Regions from separate parts of the Sus scrofa genome. Here regions 1 and 2 are each linked to region 3. The links are chromatin contacts, called in public HiChIP or PLAC-seq maps. All regions are on one chromosome and are shown on one strand. The core of a region is the stretch at or near the end of the contact, and the rest is flanking DNA. Distances in the headings are between cores, read along the strand shown.

Region 1 (3,855 bases), core at 1,147-3,646, 250 kb before region 3:
CATTTGCTCGAGGTTTTACAGAGCTGGAACTAGAAGCCAAGTCTCTGATTCCTAGGGCAATGCTCTTTCCCACTGTAAGATTAATAGAATTAAGTCTCTCATCTTCCAAAAGAATTTATGATTATGTTGCTACACAAAAGTAGATATAATCAGTGTTTCTGTCCCTGAGTCAGTAAGAAAACTAACATATAAGTACATTACTAAGACCTATTGATTTGAATAATCTAGAATAATGCTTTGGTTTATAAACCACACTTCATTTATTTGAATTCATTCAGCTTTCAGCTATGTATATTTTTTGCCTATGCAATATAGCTTCCTGTTTGATTTCCAAAGCTTTGGTTCAAAGTTCTCATTCTGAACTTTGTCTTCTCTTTTCCTGTTTACTAAGTAGCTCTGAGAAAAACACAAGATTGTTTAATTGTGAACCATACAGCTTTGTTTAATTTTGTCTCTCAGGCTCTCTTGACCACCACCAGGGGGCAAAAGCCTACCAGCTGGCTTCTCTGCAGTACATTCCACGGAAGACTGTACAGTACAGGGACCCTCAGTGTCTGATTCTTGATGGAACCTCCCTGCTAATTATTTCAACCACAGGGCCCCAGAGAGAGAACAAAGGCTCAGCACAGAGGGCTCTAGTGGCACTTAACCATACAGTGGCCAGAAAGAGCTCCTGACAGCTCTGTCAGTTTACAAGAAGCAGTAAGATCCAAGAGAGTTTGAGTGACAAACAGGAGGTGGTAGGTTAATAACTGCAAGTTCCTGAATGTGTTTTTACAGCTTTAATATATATGGTAGTATGTACCAGCACATCCACTCAAATTGAGAAATAGCTTTGTCAACTCTCTTTCTCTGTGAAATCAATCAGTAGTATTTGCATAGTGCCATTTCCACCCCCCCTTTAATGTCGATTTTTCATTACATTGTTGGCTTATGTTCAACTGATGATTTATCGTTTAGAAAACTATTTCTTTAAAATACTTAATCTCGGCATTTCACATACGTCTATGAAATAATGGCATCCAGAGACGAAGGAGAGGAAACCTCAACGAGCAAATCCTAGTTAAGAGAATTTCTTCCAGCAAAAAGCAAGTGGGAGGTAAATAGCCGGTTGGACCCTTACAAGTCTGTGAGCCCAGCTTTCTCGGCCTCCCGGGTTCGCTCAGCCTCTCTGCATCTCGAGAATAATGAAGGAGTCCTTAGACACGGGCCAAGGAAATAGAGGAAGACTCCCGAGGTATTAAATTTTAAAATCTTCCTTTCAAAAAGTCTCATCATAAAACACAGACTCGGAGACGGAAGGGTGGAAAAGCTCAGAAAAATCCCCCGAGAGCCGGGGTCAAAGGGAAAGTCTCTAGCCCAGTAAGTCCCACCCACGCACGGGGAAAGCGTTTCAAACCCCGCGGCGCCCTTTCCCACCAGGAAACTTGTTTGCCTCAGGCTTTTCACCTCAGTTTCTTTTCACTAAGGTGGGTTAGGCTCTGCGCCCCACCTCAGAAAACGGTTATCCCTCAGGCGTGGGGACCCGAGAGACGCCCCAAGCCCCTACGCCCCGCCTCCCATCGCAAGCCCCAGCCCCCAGCACGGCCAAACTGCACGATTCCAGAGCCCAGGAGGAAACCCGGGAGGGGGCGGCGGCCCGAGGCGCACACACCCGGCCGGCTTCCGGCAACTCAAGGGTTACGGCGAGGCGGCGGCGCGCGCCGAGGGGAGAGGCGGTTGCTGACAGGTGGCGCCTGCGCACTGGGAGCGCTCATTGTGCCCCGCAGCTGCCGAACCGCCCGCCCGCCCGCCCGCCAGCTGCCCGTTCGGCGCGTCAGTCTTGAGAGTCCGGTGGTGGGTGCGGAGCCTGCGGCCGTTCCCGCGGCCTCGTCCTCCTCCCCGTTCCCCTCACCCCTTCCCCACACCCCTTGCCCCATCCCGGCTCCGTCACCCTCCCGCCCCCCACACTCAGGACAAGAATGCCCTGCCCGGAACAGCCCAGCAGCGCCTAGATGGCTTTGGTCACGGTCCAGCGGTCGCCTACCCCCAGCACTACCTCCAGCCCCTGCGCCTCGGTGAGTCCCTCCCGGCGGCCGCTCCGCTCGCTTCTGTCACTGCGGCTCCGCTTTGCCTCAGCGGGTCCCGCCGAGCGCCACTGCGCACGCGCCGCGCCGCTTCCCAGGCCTTGGCACTCGGCTGCCGCGAACCCCCCCACACCCCCATCTTAAAGACGAGCTGCGGGAACTACAGGACGTTGATTTGTGCCCCCATCACTCCGGGCACCTGGCGCCTCACAGTCCTCGCCCCGAACCCCCCTGTGGCATGCCTTCCTCTGGCTTGAGCACTTCCTTTCGGGAATGAGTCATTCTTGCTTTTCGCCCTCCCCCTTCCTTCACCCTCCGTTGCTCCGCTGCAGGGAGAGGACCCTGGGACTCCATCGTTGCCCCTAACACACACCCACATCCCCTTACCCACACCCAATTCGTGGACCCGTTCAATATTCGCACATTGCACGCCCTTCTCCGGGCTCTCCGGGTGTCTGCTTTCCCCCTGGTCCCTTGCTGTCCTTCTTGTGCTCTGTCCGTTCGGGCTTCATTGGACTGCTGAACGGTAGTTACTCCTCGGTTTCTTCCCTTCTTCGCCTCCTCCAAAGGGTGGCCGCGGTCTCTGCTCCTTGGATCTCTTACCTTTCCCCTACAAGGTCCCAAAGCATCTGGCGCTGCTTGATGACCAGTGCCAATTCATTTACATCTTACAGACATTTATGCCTTACACTCAGCTGCTCATGATCGTTCTTGTTCTTGGGTCGTGTGTACGGCTCGTTACTTCACATGCCTATGCCAGTGAAGCGTGCTTCCAGAAGGAAAATACCCAGTAACCAGCCTTTTCCTGCTGGGCCCTTCTAAGCCTTGGTTCCTCGCCCCACCCCCACTCCTATACACTCCATTCTTTTAGGCTCCCCCCCCCAAATGTTTAGTTTTTCAAATAAAATATTGCACCAGTGGGGCGAAATAGGATCTTAAAAAAAAAAAAAAATCCAGATGTTTTAGAAGGAAAAGATCGAATGAATGTATGAACAATTGGAAAAACCATTTTGAATTTCCTACAGAACTGTAATTTTTAAAGCTGTGTTGGTGGATTTAGTGGTTTCAACTTGCAAAAAGGCATTCAGTAAACACTGTACCACCTTCCACTGTAAAAATTCTGCTTAATCTAAATATTTATATTTTAAGTGAGGTGTGAACTTTGATATCTTGAAAATAACCTGGTTTGTAATTTCAACATAGTTTCCTGAATTTCAAATTTTTATTGTGTATGGTGCTGGTTTCTTTTTCTCTTGTGCTAGTTTTTGCACTTTGTGTGGCCAAATTGGCAGCTGTATCCTAATTCTATAGGTGATTATACTTCATAGATTACCTTACCTTGTATTGTTTCCAGAAAGCAGAACTAGCTAAGATCCTTGGATAGAGAAGTTCAAGGAGGCAGATTTCCAGTCATTGTAAGGAGGAATTTTCAAACAGTGGAGTGGACTGTCTTGCAAAATAGTGCCCATTGCTGAAAGCAAAGGCTGGAGGACCTTTTGCCTAGGAGTTGGTAAAAAGAATTCCTGCGGTGGGGGGGCCTTCTAAGGCTCTTTGCAACTTTTAGGATTATGTGATTTGAGAATAACTGCACGTGAAAGCTAGTGAAATATTTAAGGGTCCTCTGAAGACAAGTATCAGGGATGTAAATTCAATATACTTTATTCTTATATGCTAGTTTTTAGAAAGTCATTAAAATACCATCAGACCATCTTAATTCGCTCTACCTTTTGGGTTTGGGCCTGATTTTGGCTGAGAAAGCAACTGAAGTTTAGTTGAGTTGTGCAGGTAA
Region 2 (3,933 bases), core at 1,217-3,716, 180 kb before region 3:
GTGAGCTGTGGTGTGTTCGCAGACGTGGCTTGGATCCTGTGTTGCTGGGGCTGTGGCGTAGGTCAGTGGCTAGAGCTCCAATTAGACCCCTAGCCTGGGAACCTCCATATGCAGCGGGTGTGGCCCAAGAAAATACAAAAAAAAAAAAAGAAAGAAAAGCTCTTTCCTGGAGTTCCCATCATGGCGCAGAAGAAATGAATCCGACTAGGAACCATGAGGTCGCAAGTTCGATCCCTGGCCTTGCTCAGTGGGTTAAGGATCTGGCATTGCCGTGAGTTGTAGTTTAGGCTGTAGACTCAGCTTGATCCTGCATTTCTGTGGCTGTGGTATAGGCTGGCGGCTACAGCTCTGATTGGACCCATAGCCTAGGAACCTCCGTATGCCACAGGTGCGGCCCTAAAAAGAAAAAAAAAAAAAAAAAAAAGAAGAAAAAGAAAAAAGAAAAGCTCTTTCCCAGTTTGAATGATTAACCTTGAAAACAGAATTATTTGGAGAGCAAGCTGAAATTCCCACTTTGAATTTTCTTCAAAACATGTGTCATAGGATCTTGATAGCTATTTGAAATAGAAGTTAACTGTGGTAATGAAGAGTAGAAGAATTTCAGTCACTCCTGGGATAATGGAAATGTGTACTTTGGCTAGTTGTATTCATTCTTTCATTTATGCATTCACTCATTCACCAAGCATTGATTGACTCTCATATACAAATTACTGGGCCAAGGCTTTAGGGGGTAGGCATAAAATATCAAATCTACCCTAGGAGCAAACGTCCAGCCATAAGGTAAATAGGTCTGAGGATCTAATGTAAAACATGGTGACTATAGTTAACATTGTATTGTATAACTGAAATTGCTAAAAGAGCAGAACTTATATATTCTCACCAAAAAGAAGAGATAAGTTGTGAGATGACGGATGTATTAATTAACCAGATGGAATCATTTCACAGTGTATTCATATATCAAATCCCCATGATATACACTTTAAATATCTTAGTGTTGTCAATTATAGCCCAATAAAGATGAAATTAAAAAAAATTTCCTCTAAGAAGATGTATAATCTCTTCTACAAATTAGCTTTATGAAGATGCACAGAAAGCTAAGGAGAGGAGAAAATCATTCATATGCAATAAATGCAAAGTCTGTGGTTGAGTGAAAGGAAATTTGGTTGGAGGCAAAGAAGGGGCGACTCTGGAAGAGGACTGGCTGCCTTACATCTCCTGGGGCTTTCCCGGAAGAGAAGGAAGGAATGTAGAGAGACCTCTGCCCCTTCTCTAGTCCCACTCAGCCTCCAGGGAACCAGATAAAGGGTAGATCCAGAAGCAGCTATTTGCTCCCTCTGCTATGCACAGGGTTGCTGGAGGCCTCCATAGTGGGAAGAGGGACTGCCTGCCCTAGAGCAGAGTGACCATGTGACTGGAAGAGGTCACCGAGAAAGAAGACGCTAGCCCTAGCAGCAGGATTTTTGCTGTGGTTCCAGGTAAGGAAGAATGTAGGCAGTGACTAGAGCAGGTTGGGGTACTGGTGGCTGCAGCAGCCACTGAAACTCCTGAGGGTTCTCTCCATTTCCCATTCCCATACCTACTGCTGTCCCACCCTAAAGGAGAATGAGCTTTGCCTGAGCTGGGATTCCAATTATGGTGATTGTAGAGGTTCAGCTAGAAACAGCTGAATTCATTACCACTGTCGGCTTATTTCTTCTCTAGCCTGTATGTCAGAAAGATGCTTGTTGTATTAGATTATCTCTTAAGAATGCAGCTTATTTCTTTCTCTCTTTTCTTTGCTCTTCTTATCCTACCTTTACCCTACCAAACAGGAACAGGGATGGATATAGGGGGTCACACGATATTTATGGTCTCCTTCAACCTTTGCTTGGATGTTATATCCTTGTAGAGAATGCATTTTCCCTCTGTGCAATCAAAACAGATTTTATGTTTGAATAGACCAGTGAAAGGGAGAGACATTAGCCTTTTGATATTAAGAAAGAAAAAAAGAAAAGAAAAAGCTACCTGTTGAACTGAATGTGGAGAAAACAGATAAAAAGAAAGGAAAATCTAAAATGTAAAAATGTGGTATAGAATACTTTACATTTTTTAAACTATAGTTTTTCACTCTCTTCCAGGGTAGGACAGGTGTCTCGAATATAAAGTATCTTTTTAGGTGACAACTTCTATGGATGTTTCACATGTAGTAATTTTGTGGGGGTAGCAGAATTGCTTTGGAGGAGAGAGAATATTTAACCTGGCTAATACTAAGTTCAAGATGAAGGATTTAAGAATTCTAAAAAGTTATTAACATTAAGATAAGCCCTAGTTCAGGAGTTCCCACTTTGGCGAAGTGGGTTAATAATCCAGCTTATTCCTGTGGCATTGCCAGTTCAATGCTTGCTGCAGTGGGTTAAGGATCTGGCATTGCTGCAGCTGTGGCAAAGGTCACAGATGAGGCTCAGATTCCATCTCTGGCTGGGCAACTTCTCTATGCCATGATGCAGCCAAAAAAAGATCAAGAAGAAGAAAAGCCCTAGCTCATCTGAGTAGCCAACCTATGGATTGACAATAGAAGAGGCTTTAATCTTGAGGATTCTTACATTTTAAGTCTTAGAATATGGTGTATGGGATGATCAAAACAATGAAAGAGCTGTTGGCTTAGAAAGTGAAACTACACTTAGAAGGGGACAACTGCTGCTGTCATGAAATCTACTTTTGTAAATCTCTAGAGATTGTGAGCACAAATAAGATGCCTGTGCATAAACCTGCAGATACAGCGATAACAAACTGGTTGGCTGGAAGGTGGTGACTGGCCAACAGCATGTGCTTCTGGTCATCTCTGATGATTTGTATTTACCCTCTTCCTTTCAGCTCTCTGTACTGTGTGTGTTTTTTATTTCTTTTTTCAGACTCATTTGCAGAGACACTATTTCACTAGCCAACACAGAAATGTAAAAAGAATTTTAAAAGGAAATTGTGTTGCTAAGGAGATGTGGGTTTTATTAAGAGTTTCAAATGGCTAGTTAGGCAATAGCAAATAGCTGTCCCCCAGAGTTAAGGATCATTTGAATTGTTTCTGCCTCACCTCTGCTATATAGTAAAGAGATTGCTGATTAGAGCACCCGTCAGAAAACAGGTTATAAGTGTTGCTAGTGACAGAAACATAGTTTCACCATGAATAGTATTCCTGTTTTTCCTTTGCAAGAGTTTTTTTTTGTTTGTTTTTTTTTTTTTGGTCTTCTGTCTTTTTAGAGACACACCAGAGGCATATGGAGGGTTCCAGGCTAGGGGTCCAGTTGGAGCTGTAGTCGCTAGCCTACACCACAGCTCACAGCAACACCAAATCCTTAACCCACTGAGTGGGGCCGGGGATCGAACCTGCATCCTCATGGATGCCAGTCAGGTTCGTTAACCTTAGCTGAGCCATGACGGTAACTCCTTTGCAGGGAGTTCTGATCCAGATGATTACATGGATAGAAAACCTCCTGCAATGTTAAAATTATTTTTTTCTTTGTTCCAGAATAAAGCATAGCTTGACTATTTTTTCCTAGAATAACAAATGAGAAATGATTTTCAACTTTTCTTTTGTAAAGACTTACCCTCTTAAGTGATTTATTTGAAGAGAAATGAAAAATGTAGTAGTCTTGGCTACAAAGGCTGTTTAAAAAATTATCCTTATAATTTAGCTCAGTGGTTCTCATCATGGCCGCACATTAGAATCATCTGGTGACCTTTTAAAATAATTTAATAACAGGGTCTCACCTCAGTCCAGATAAATCAGTATCTCTGTGAGTGGGACCCAGGTACTGGTATTTTTTAAATACTCCCAGGATTAGTCTAATGTTAATCAAGGATTTAGAACCACTGTTTTTACTCCCTAGCTATGCTAATTTTTGCACCTCCAAATCAGAGCGCCAATCTGCAACATTTGCAACATCTGTTTACTTGAGA
Region 3 (3,477 bases), core at 801-3,300:
TTTTTTTTGGCCCTTAGAGTTCCTGTTGTGGTTCAGTGGTTAATGAATCCGACTGGGAACCATGAGGTTGCGGTTTCGATCCCTGGCCTTGCTCAGTGGGTTAAGGACCTGGCGTTGCCGTGAGCTGTGGTGTAGGTCGAAGTCGCGGCTCAGATCCCACATTGCTGTGGCTCTGGCATAGGCCAGCGGCTACAGCTCCAATTGGACCCCTAGCCTGGGAACCTCCATATGCCGCAGGAGCGGCCCAAGAAAATGGCAAAAAGACAAAAAAAAATTTTTTTTTTGGCCCACTCTTTAAAAAAAAAAAAGTACCCCCTGCTGCTTTGGGCTTTTTTTTTTTTTTTCAGGGCTTGGTTTCACTGAGTCTTCTCCAGTAATTTTGGTCATGTAACGAATCAGAATTGGGATATATAACCCATTTGAAGTATGAAGGTGCCTCCCAGAAAGAACTCTCTTGTTTCTATTTTAAGGTCTTTTTTTAGGGCCGCACCTGAGGCATATGGAGGTTCCAAGGCTAGGGGTCCAATCGGAGCTATAGCCACTGGCCTACGCCAGAGCCACAGCAACGCAGGATCCCGAGCCGCGTCTGCAACCTACACCACAGCTCACGGCAACGCCGGATCGTTAACCCACTGAGCAAGGGCAGGGACCGAACCCGCAACCTCATGGTTGCTAGTTAGATTCGTTAACCACTGCGCCACGACGGGAACTCCAGTCTTTTTTTTTTTAATTGCGCATTTACTCACCACTGTTGCTTACCACCCCCCAGCTTCATTGAGATATAATTGATAACACAATTATTACATAAGTGTAACGTGTCCAGTGTATTGATTTCATACACTTATATATTGCAGACTGATTAACACCATAGCATTAGCTAACACATCTGTCCCCTCACATAATTACCTTTTCTTTTTTGTAGTGAGACTAAGATTTCTCTCAGCAACATTCATGCATGTGGAGTTCCCGCTGTGGTACAGCAGTATCAGCAGCGTCTTGGGAATGCTGGGATGTGGGTTGGCTCCCTGGCCTAGCACAATGGGTTAAGGATCCAGCATTGCTGCAGCTCGGATCTGATCCCTGGCCTGGGAATTTCATATGCTTCAGGGCAGCCAAAAATGGAAAAAAAAAAAAAATTCACGTATTATTAGCTATAATCACCATGCTGTACCTCAGGGATCCCTAGGACTTGATAATCTCGCAACTAGACGTCTGTACCCTTTGACCAACATCTCTCATTTCCCTAACACACCCCACCCTTGGTAACCACTACTCCACTCTCTGTTTCTCTGAGTTTGGCTTTTTTAGATTCTGTGTATAAGTGATACTACAGAGTATTCGTCTTTCTCTGTCTACCCAGTGCTAGTTCTTGAACATCTTCCTGTATCAATAAGAACTGGCTGTTTCAACAACAGTTTGGTAATTGGTTATAAAATAAGTGCTTATTTTCACTACATTATGTTTTACCCCTTTGGTGGTGAAAGCCACCTTCAGCTGATCTCAGGGAAAAAATTCAGATAGTAAACTGAATTTAAGGATCAGTTTCCTGAGAAGCCACATGCCAGAATTTTGTATTTTGTTTCTTCCATGTAGGCGTGTTCTAGATGGTTTTGTTAGGGTGAAGGCACAGCTGCCTACAAGCACTCGGGGCTGATGCCAGAGTTTGACTCCAGTGAGTCTCATGACTTGGTCTTGACTCTTGGATCTGGGCTATGTTTCCCCTGAACGAAATGTTAAATAGCCTCCCAGTCTCTCCAGGCAGAGGGACCACCCTCCCACCCCTGAAGTATTGTGAAAACGTGGCCACAGCATAGCGTTATGGTTTCCACTAAAAACCCCTCCCATTTACTCAGTACTTGGCATGGTTTCATCTGAGCCATTCTCTTAGGAGGCTGGGAGGATACTGAAGTCTCCTCCACTTAAAAAGAATTTTTAGGTTTTTGGGGCCAGATTTTGATGACATTTTTAGATTAGATCAGAAGGTAGGACAGAGCAGTTCTTTTTGGCACAAGAAAGAGCCATCTGAGGGTAGGATGAGACATAAATGTTGTACATACCCAGACACACACATGACGGATTTTGGGCAGTGTCCTCACGTGACCCGTTGAGAGGAAGGATACTAGGTGTCCTGCCAATTTCAGTATTTATTCTGGAATCCGAGGCTACTGCAAGCTGTTGGATTGGGAGGTTTTTTTTAGCGTATGTGGTTTTTCTTAGATGTTAAAGGAATTTCAGAAAAATCTTAGATGAGGAATAGAAGGACAGCATAAACCCACATGTCACCCAGCCTCTTCCCTTTCCCTTTTGGTTCTGTCCTGCCTTCCTGGGCTTGATTCATGGAGGGAGGGCAAGCCCTGGGAAGAGAGAAAAACCACAGAATTTGAGTCAGTAGATCTGGTTTCCGTTCCTGGTTCACCCCTTGCTACAACTTTGAAAAATTAATCACAGTTCTGATCCTCACCTGACCCCATTTGTAAAATTAAAATCACGAGACCTACCTCACAGGGTTATTGTAAATAAAAGTGTGTATAAGCTACATTATAGACTGTTAAGGGTTATTCAGATGTGATTCTTACCCCTTCCTGCAAGGCTACCAGGAAACACATGTGCATGTGCCATCTATTTCCTCCTCCTTCCTCCAGACACTGCCACCTGCCACCCACAGACACGCTAACTCCATTAGAACAGAGGTGTCCTGGAATTTTCTGTATTGTGATGAGTCTTGGATTTTAAAAACTAAAACCTAGTGCTGAGGGTTATTATCACTTGGCAGCTTTTAGCTGCAAGTAATAGAATATCTTCATCAGTTGGGATCTCAACAAGAAGCAGCATACTCAGATTAGGATCATATGAGGACTTGGGTTTTATAAAGGGAGTATTTACAAAGGTGTGGAATTGTAGTGGGATCAAGGGACTTGTATCAGTAGAGCCTTTTGGTAATAGCTTCTGGGCAAAGAGAGAGGGAGCAGTTACTGGAAGAAGACTCCGAGAGAAAAGGCACCTTCAGAAGAGTTGCCAAGAGCCTTCAGTCAAGGGACACAGCCAGCCAGAGTGACTCTTCGGGGAAGGAGCTACAGGAATAATGGCCTGCCTTCACTCTCCTCCCTCTAGTCTTCTGCTAGGGCTCCCCATTACCCATGCCCTGTAGAAGGAGGGGACAGGGGGCCGGTTGATGTGGTTCATAGGTGGGACTCCAGACACAGAGCAGGGTAGAAAGGCTGAAGAGTGGGTCTCCAGGAGCAGACACAAGACCCAACACCCAACTAAAGGCAGTTTAAAAAGTTGGATCATTTAACATCTCTTGTAACAAGCACAGAAGTTGACTCTGTAATGGCTTATGATGTAATCAGGGACTTGGGTGCTCTCATCTTCCTGCTCCACCTTCCTTCGTTAGTGGCTTTGTCCTTGAATTGCCCCATGATTGCCAAATGTCTTCCACATTTCTAGGCATCTACATTGAATTCCTCAGCCTCTGGC

Evidence for each region. HiChIP or PLAC-seq counts read pairs in DNA pulled down with a chosen protein or histone mark.
Region 1: an H3K27ac HiChIP or PLAC-seq map of skeletal muscle shows a contact between it and region 3, with 5 times the contacts expected there. The contact joins the promoter of EFCAB5 here to the enhancer-like site in region 3. A contact is called at or near these places in 16 of 47 Hi-C or Micro-C datasets (alveolar macrophages, embryonic fibroblasts, fetal heart ventricle and 8 more) and 2 of 2 datasets of contacts at active chromatin or transcription factors (alveolar macrophages and skeletal muscle).
Region 2: an H3K27ac HiChIP or PLAC-seq map of skeletal muscle shows a contact between it and region 3. The contact joins two enhancer-like sites. A contact is called at or near these places in 2 of 2 datasets of contacts at active chromatin or transcription factors (alveolar macrophages and skeletal muscle).

The regions. Positions count from the first base shown.
Region 1 is chr12:46,083,756-46,087,610 of Sscrofa11.1, reverse strand. EFCAB5 (EF-hand calcium-binding domain-containing protein 5) reads right to left here and starts at 2,396. Exons shown (of 24, transcript XM_013981195.2): 1 at 2,039-2,396. SSH2 (protein phosphatase Slingshot homolog 2) reads left to right here and starts at 1,891. Exons shown (of 20, transcript XM_021067518.1): 1 at 1,891-2,057. The coding sequence starts at 1,995.
Region 2 is chr12:46,009,519-46,013,451 of Sscrofa11.1, reverse strand. All of the region lies in intron 2 of SSH2 (protein phosphatase Slingshot homolog 2), which reads left to right. Among named protein-coding and RNA genes, the nearest start is that of EFCAB5, 74 kb to the left of the region's middle. Within about 2 kb of position 2,466, at least 3 of the 83 cell types and tissues checked have an H3K27ac peak or open chromatin away from gene starts, as enhancers often do. A contact at or near this core is called in skeletal muscle, where this site is marked.
Region 3 is chr12:45,834,419-45,837,895 of Sscrofa11.1, reverse strand. The region is part of intron 16 of SSH2 (protein phosphatase Slingshot homolog 2); the gene reads left to right. Among named protein-coding and RNA genes, the nearest start is that of CORO6, 22 kb to the right of the region's middle. Within about 2 kb of position 2,050, at least 30 of the 83 cell types and tissues checked have an H3K27ac peak or open chromatin away from gene starts, as enhancers often do. A contact at or near this core is called in alveolar macrophages, fetal skeletal muscle, liver and 5 more, where this site is marked.